2 separate regions of the Triticum aestivum genome follow, and region 1 is linked to region 2. The links are chromatin contacts, called in public Hi-C maps. All regions are on one chromosome and are shown on one strand. The core of a region is the stretch at or near the end of the contact, and the rest is flanking DNA. Distances in the headings are between cores, read along the strand shown.

What was found. A called contact is a pair of places that touch in the nucleus more often than the background predicts.
Region 1: a Hi-C map of leaf shows a contact between it and region 2, with 8 times the contacts expected there. The contact joins the promoter of LOC123155993 here to the promoter of LOC543428 in region 2. A contact is called at or near these places in 4 of 5 Hi-C or Micro-C datasets (leaf and an unstated tissue).

Annotation. Positions count from the first base shown.
Region 1 is chr7B:171,328,418-171,331,117 of IWGSC CS RefSeq v2.1, reverse strand. It overlaps LOC123155993 (serine/threonine-protein kinase BLUS1), which reads right to left and starts at 1,276. Exons shown (of 20, transcript XM_044574167.1): 1 at 939-1,276; 2 at 1-290. The coding sequence starts at 9.
Region 2 is chr7B:170,874,726-170,877,425 of IWGSC CS RefSeq v2.1, reverse strand. LOC543428 (formate dehydrogenase, mitochondrial) reads left to right here and starts at 1,267. Exons shown (of 6, transcript XM_044575573.1): 1 at 1,267-1,494; 2 at 1,614-1,785; 3 at 2,412-2,700. The coding sequence starts at 1,426.

The DNA.
Region 1 (2,700 bases), core at 27-2,526, 450 kb before region 2:
ACGCTCCATGGTCCAAACTTATAGAACGTCACAAGTAACAGCAACAATCTTACGGTTTACATAGAACTGGAGCACGGAAGGCGGTGTCAAGAACACCATATAGGTGTGCCCAAGAAGAACCATCAGCATGGTTACGTCTGCAGATGAATGCATGGACGTTGTATGATTCTTTATTTCATATTGTCAATCTCAAACGGCCTTTGGTCCAAGGGCAAATATAGGCTAAACGATAATGAAGCAGATACCACAACGCCACCCAAGCTGGCTCACACCAAGTGCACCATTATAAGCTGCAAAACAAAGAATAGGAAGTCTTCAACATTGTGAACACACGTATGGAGGATATAGGCTAACTGCAGAGTATAGATCAGCATAGCACAAACATAAAATGACCATTTTAGGAGATGCCCAAACCCAACAAATGTGACCAACAAGCAGCACGAGAAAGCACACTGAAACCAGGAAAGCAAAGTCCACAGCTCCATAGCCATAGAGTAAGCTCTAGTAGACACACAGGAATCATGAATTATACCATCCCTAGTGAAACGGGGAGTTCTTTCAGTCCAGCATTGGCAACCTGGAGTAAGCATGAAAAAATATACCCTAGCATCCAGAGTCTAACTCGAGACAGGTGCGCAAAGCTCAAGCGAAGCTTATCAAGCTCAGGCCCCTCAAATCGAACCAAAATCGCTAGCACGCGCTTAGTTCATCATGGTAGCGTAGCGACGCTGATTAGCTGGGGCCGCAAGGGCAACAGGCTTCAATCCGGCGAACCACTTGTCCGCTAGCAGCAACCGAATCACCACGCCATAAGCTACGATGACCAATCGACCGGTTTGGAGTAGCTAGTAGCTACCAACCCTAAAGATCGAGCTGCCGGGAAGCTTCGCCGCGACGGTACGAGACCGAACAGAGGGTAACCCGGGCAGCAGCGTTACCTGGAGAGCGCGCCGGCGGTGGTTCGAGGGGCGGATCGCCACCGGACGAAGGGGCTGCGGCGCCGAGACGGCGGTGGCAGATCTCGCGGGGGAGGAGCTCTCGCGAATCTAGGAGCCGTGCTCGTGGACGGACGCGCAGCAGGACGGATCTGGACGGCGGAGGAGGAGACGACTGTGGCGCAGCAGTAGGAGGAGGGCGGCGGCGATTGGGAGGAGCAGGGCAGGGAGCGTAACGGGCCGGGGGAAGACGAAGGGAAGGAGGAGAAGGTGGAGTAGTGGTCTTGCTGGAGATTTTCTGTGGCTGCTGCGTATTTTTGGCTGGGGTTTCCGGTGGAATAAAAACTGATTAATGGGCAGATGGATTTGGTTTGTTTTCGATGTGCATGTGGCATGTGGTCGGTAGCCAAAGATCCTGATTCCCTGTTTCTCGTGGTCGACGGCGCACGGCGGGTGCCTGTGCCGGAGGCGCAAAAGGGATACGGTTTCAAAAGGTTCTTTCCCTTCTACCCTTTTCGAGGATCAAAGAGTTTTTTTTTACATGGGATCAAAGAGTTCTTCTCCAAACGAACTAAGATCTCTTTTTCTACCCACAATCTAAGGGATTGTTTTTTATTTTCTTTTGAAGAATATCCAAGGGGTTGTTTGGATGCGTGGAACGTAGAGAATCCGTTCTATATAAAACAGACAAAGATTGCCTCATCTATCAATTAAGAAGAAGAGAATTGCCCAGTTAATTACGGAAAACCGGGCGAAAACCGGAACAACAAGGGCCAAGCCCACACCCAAAGACTGAAACACACAGGGCAAAGTCCACCCTAATCGACGATATGTCGACCTACGGCCAGACAACGCAGCTCCGACTCTGACGGAGAACTCAAAAGAACAAAACCAGGCACGGCTGGCGCCACGGAAGATCACCGAACGGACCACCTGCAGCCAGTCATCGTACACCACAGGGCCCTGCCACCGCAGCTTCGACTCCACAGCAACAAACAAACCGAGGCAATACCGTGAACACGCCGGAGAAGAGCCGACTACCGCAACCGTTGCCACGTTGTCGACATCGCTCCCACCATCATCGTTGCCACAGAAGTTTGGTCGCCACAGTGATTCTCTCGGGGCCGCCGCCCCGACATCCACCGCTCCGTCGCGCCCAGCGCAATCAACCGGCACCGCCTTCCGGGGCCGCCGCCCCGACATACCACCGCTCCCCCAGAGCAGCAACGCCGCACAACCCAGCTGCCCGCAGCCCACGCTGCTCAGGGCAACCGTTCGCAGACCACGAACGTCGCACCACATCCGGGGCCGCCGCCCCGACGTAAAGTCAGATCGCCCCCTCTGGAGCGCATCGACCGAGCCGACACCCCTACCGCCCAAGCGGGACAAGGATGCCACCCAACCAATGCCGAGATTGAGCCCCGCCACATAGAGCTGTCACTCACATTGTTCCCGAGATCGCCATCTCGGCGCACAATCAGAAACCACCCGGAGCCGCCGCTCCGACGTCCACTGTCCCCGACGACGAAGAGATCCGTGCAAACTGCAGTATGTTGACTCTCCAAGGCGATGCCTCAAAGAAGGAAACGACGTAGCCGCCGTCATCGCCCGCTTCGACCATCCAAAGCTAGGGATTTCTCCCGGAGAGTCGTGCAATGGAGCTCCACGGCAACGCCTTCAAGAAGGGAAACGGCGCCATGGCGCCGCCGTTGCCGGTGCTGGACTTTCGCCCGAAGCTCCTCCACACCTCCGAATCCAAGCAGAT
Region 2 (2,700 bases), core at 18-2,517:
GCTTAAAAGAGTGTTGTTGTTGTTATAATCTATTGTTGTTTATAGATTATAATTATATGTTGTTTTTATGACTATGAGTAGTTCAAACTGATGCTTTGCAAACATGGGTAATTTTACCCATGGGTACCAAGGTACCCTGTCGGGTAACGGGTATGAGAAAAAAACATACCCATTGATGAGTATGGGTAAGGGTGATGGGTAAGCTCAGAGGGGATGTGTAAGGGTATGGGGTGGCTCCACCCGTACCCAAACCATGCGGGTGCCATCCCTAGCTCCAAATCGCGCGGCGACCGAGCAGATTCGAGGCATTGGGCTCCGCCGCCGCCGGCGTCGGGGTGGGGTTAGGGTGGGGGAGGGAGGCCAGATGCTAGAGGACAGCGACGGAGGAGCTCAAATCGAGCAGCGGCGGAAAAGCGGTGGATGCGACCGATTTGCAGGCAGCGGAAATGTGGCGGAACCAGCGGCGTTGGGGGTGGGGAGGCCGAATTTGGCGATGTGGTGCGGAGGGAGTCAAGGAGGTGGTCGCGCGGTGGGGAGTGGAGGGGGGGGGGAGGGGGGACGGTTGGGCGTTCGCGGGTGGCCGTCAGTTTTACTTCTAGGGTGTTAGGTGATGTATATTTGCATCACTTGGTGATGCATTTTACATCCGATGTAAATCCAGATGTAATAAAATACACATCTACATCATTCGTTGGAGAGACGTTTTTAGTCCAAATGATGCATATTTCGGTTATTTTTACATCTACATCATCTATTAGTGATGGAACTCTCAAGAGATGAAACCAAAGCTAATGAATTGAAAAAGGAGTTTGGGGCACATGCTCCCAAGCACTACTCCCCCGCTTGAAGATCATGCACGCATGATTTGCGTACCCTCGAAAAGAAAAAGATCATGCACGCATGACTCACACAGACATTCCTCGAGGCGGCAAGAAATGTGCGTTCCTAGCGCCAGCAGTGGTCCGGTTCGTTGATCCTTCGCCACCCTTCTCCTCCCCCCACCGGCCGCTAGCTAGCCACGGCACTGATCACGGCATCTTCTCGCCCACTTTTCGAGTAGACAACTACTGGCACTTTCATCGGCGCAGTCCTTTTCCTACCAGAACAAAAGCCAAAACAAACCACTGTGCACACCACACACACAGACACGTGGGGCATCACCGAAAGGCAGGCCCACAGGTCATCCATCCCTTCACGCTTCAGTCCGGGACCACCTCCGCCGCGCGGCGCAGGCAGCCCGTCCACGTGGGGACGGAGGCGGTCCACCTGTCGGCGTGCCGGCGCGGAGTCTTTATTTACCCGTCCCGTGCGGCCCTCACTCTTGTGTGCCATCACTCCCATCGCCTCCCCTCTTTTCCTCGCTCGCCGTTCCCCGTGAAGTGATTGGCAGATTGCTTCTCCCTCCGCCGGGATCTCTCCGTCTCCATGGCTGCGATGTGCAGGGCCGCCGCGAGGCAGCTCGTCGACCGGGCCGTCGGATCCAGGGCCGCGCACGTAAGTTTTTTCTCGCTCGGTTTGCTTCCTGCAAGTTTCGGTTGCTGAAGAAGTGCTGCGGTTGGCTGACGGGACTCTGAGGAATGCCGTGTTTTGATTTCTGTCTTCCCGTTGTGCAGACGTCCGCGGGCAGCAAGAAGATCGTGGGCGTGTTCTACCAGGCCGGCGAGTACGCCGACAAGAACCCCAACTTCGTCGGCTGTGTTGAGGGGGCCCTCGGCATACGCGACTGGCTCGAGTCCAAGGGGCATCACTACATTGTCACCGACGACAAGGAGGGGTTGAACAGCGGTGGGTACCCAAAATCATACCCAATTCTTCTCATGCTTTTTGATTTTCCTATAATTTATTATTATTTTGTTAACGATTCTGTAATGCAATTCATGTGCTTCTTTCTGTGAACAATTTGTGAATATATTGTTCTATACATCAGATACAGATCTCAAAACGCTAAACGTAGTGAACTTGGCAGGACTTGTCAAAACCTGTATCGAACTCTTTACTGAACAGATATGTAGTAGTGTTTTACTGAACAGATATATATCAATTCTGAATTATCTGGGTTACTGTGTAGTCTATAATGCTATGAGTAATCCGACTGCCCTGTGTTTTAGCTGATGACAGCGAAGAGTAATTTTTATATGTTCCGTGTGAAATGGGGAGATTTGCTCCCTATTTGGCTAAGCAGCGTATTTTGAAAGAACACAAATCTTGAATAAGCGGCCGTGTTCATGTGAGCTTTGCTGCAGGATCAATTCAAATGCTTATATATATTCCAATCTAGCTTGTATGTTTGAACCCTGTGTGAGTAAGGTGAAATTAATATGATAATTATCTTCTTAGATGGTTTTATATCTCTGATTGTTGTTTTCTTGACTCTTAACATGTGAATAAATGATTGCTGTTCTTGTCCCCAGAGCTGGAGAAGCACATTGAAGACATGCATGTTCTGATAACCACCCCATTCCACCCAGCCTATGTTACTGCAGAGAGGATCAAGAAGGCAAAGAACCTCGAGCTGCTTCTCACAGCTGGGATTGGCTCAGACCATATTGATTTGCCAGCTGCTGCTGCTGCAGGCTTGACAGTGGCTGAGGTTACTGGGAGTAACACTGTCTCTGTGGCAGAAGATGAGCTCATGCGCATCTTGATTCTGCTCAGGAACTTCTTGCCTGGCTATCAACAGGTCGTTAAAGGTGAATGGAA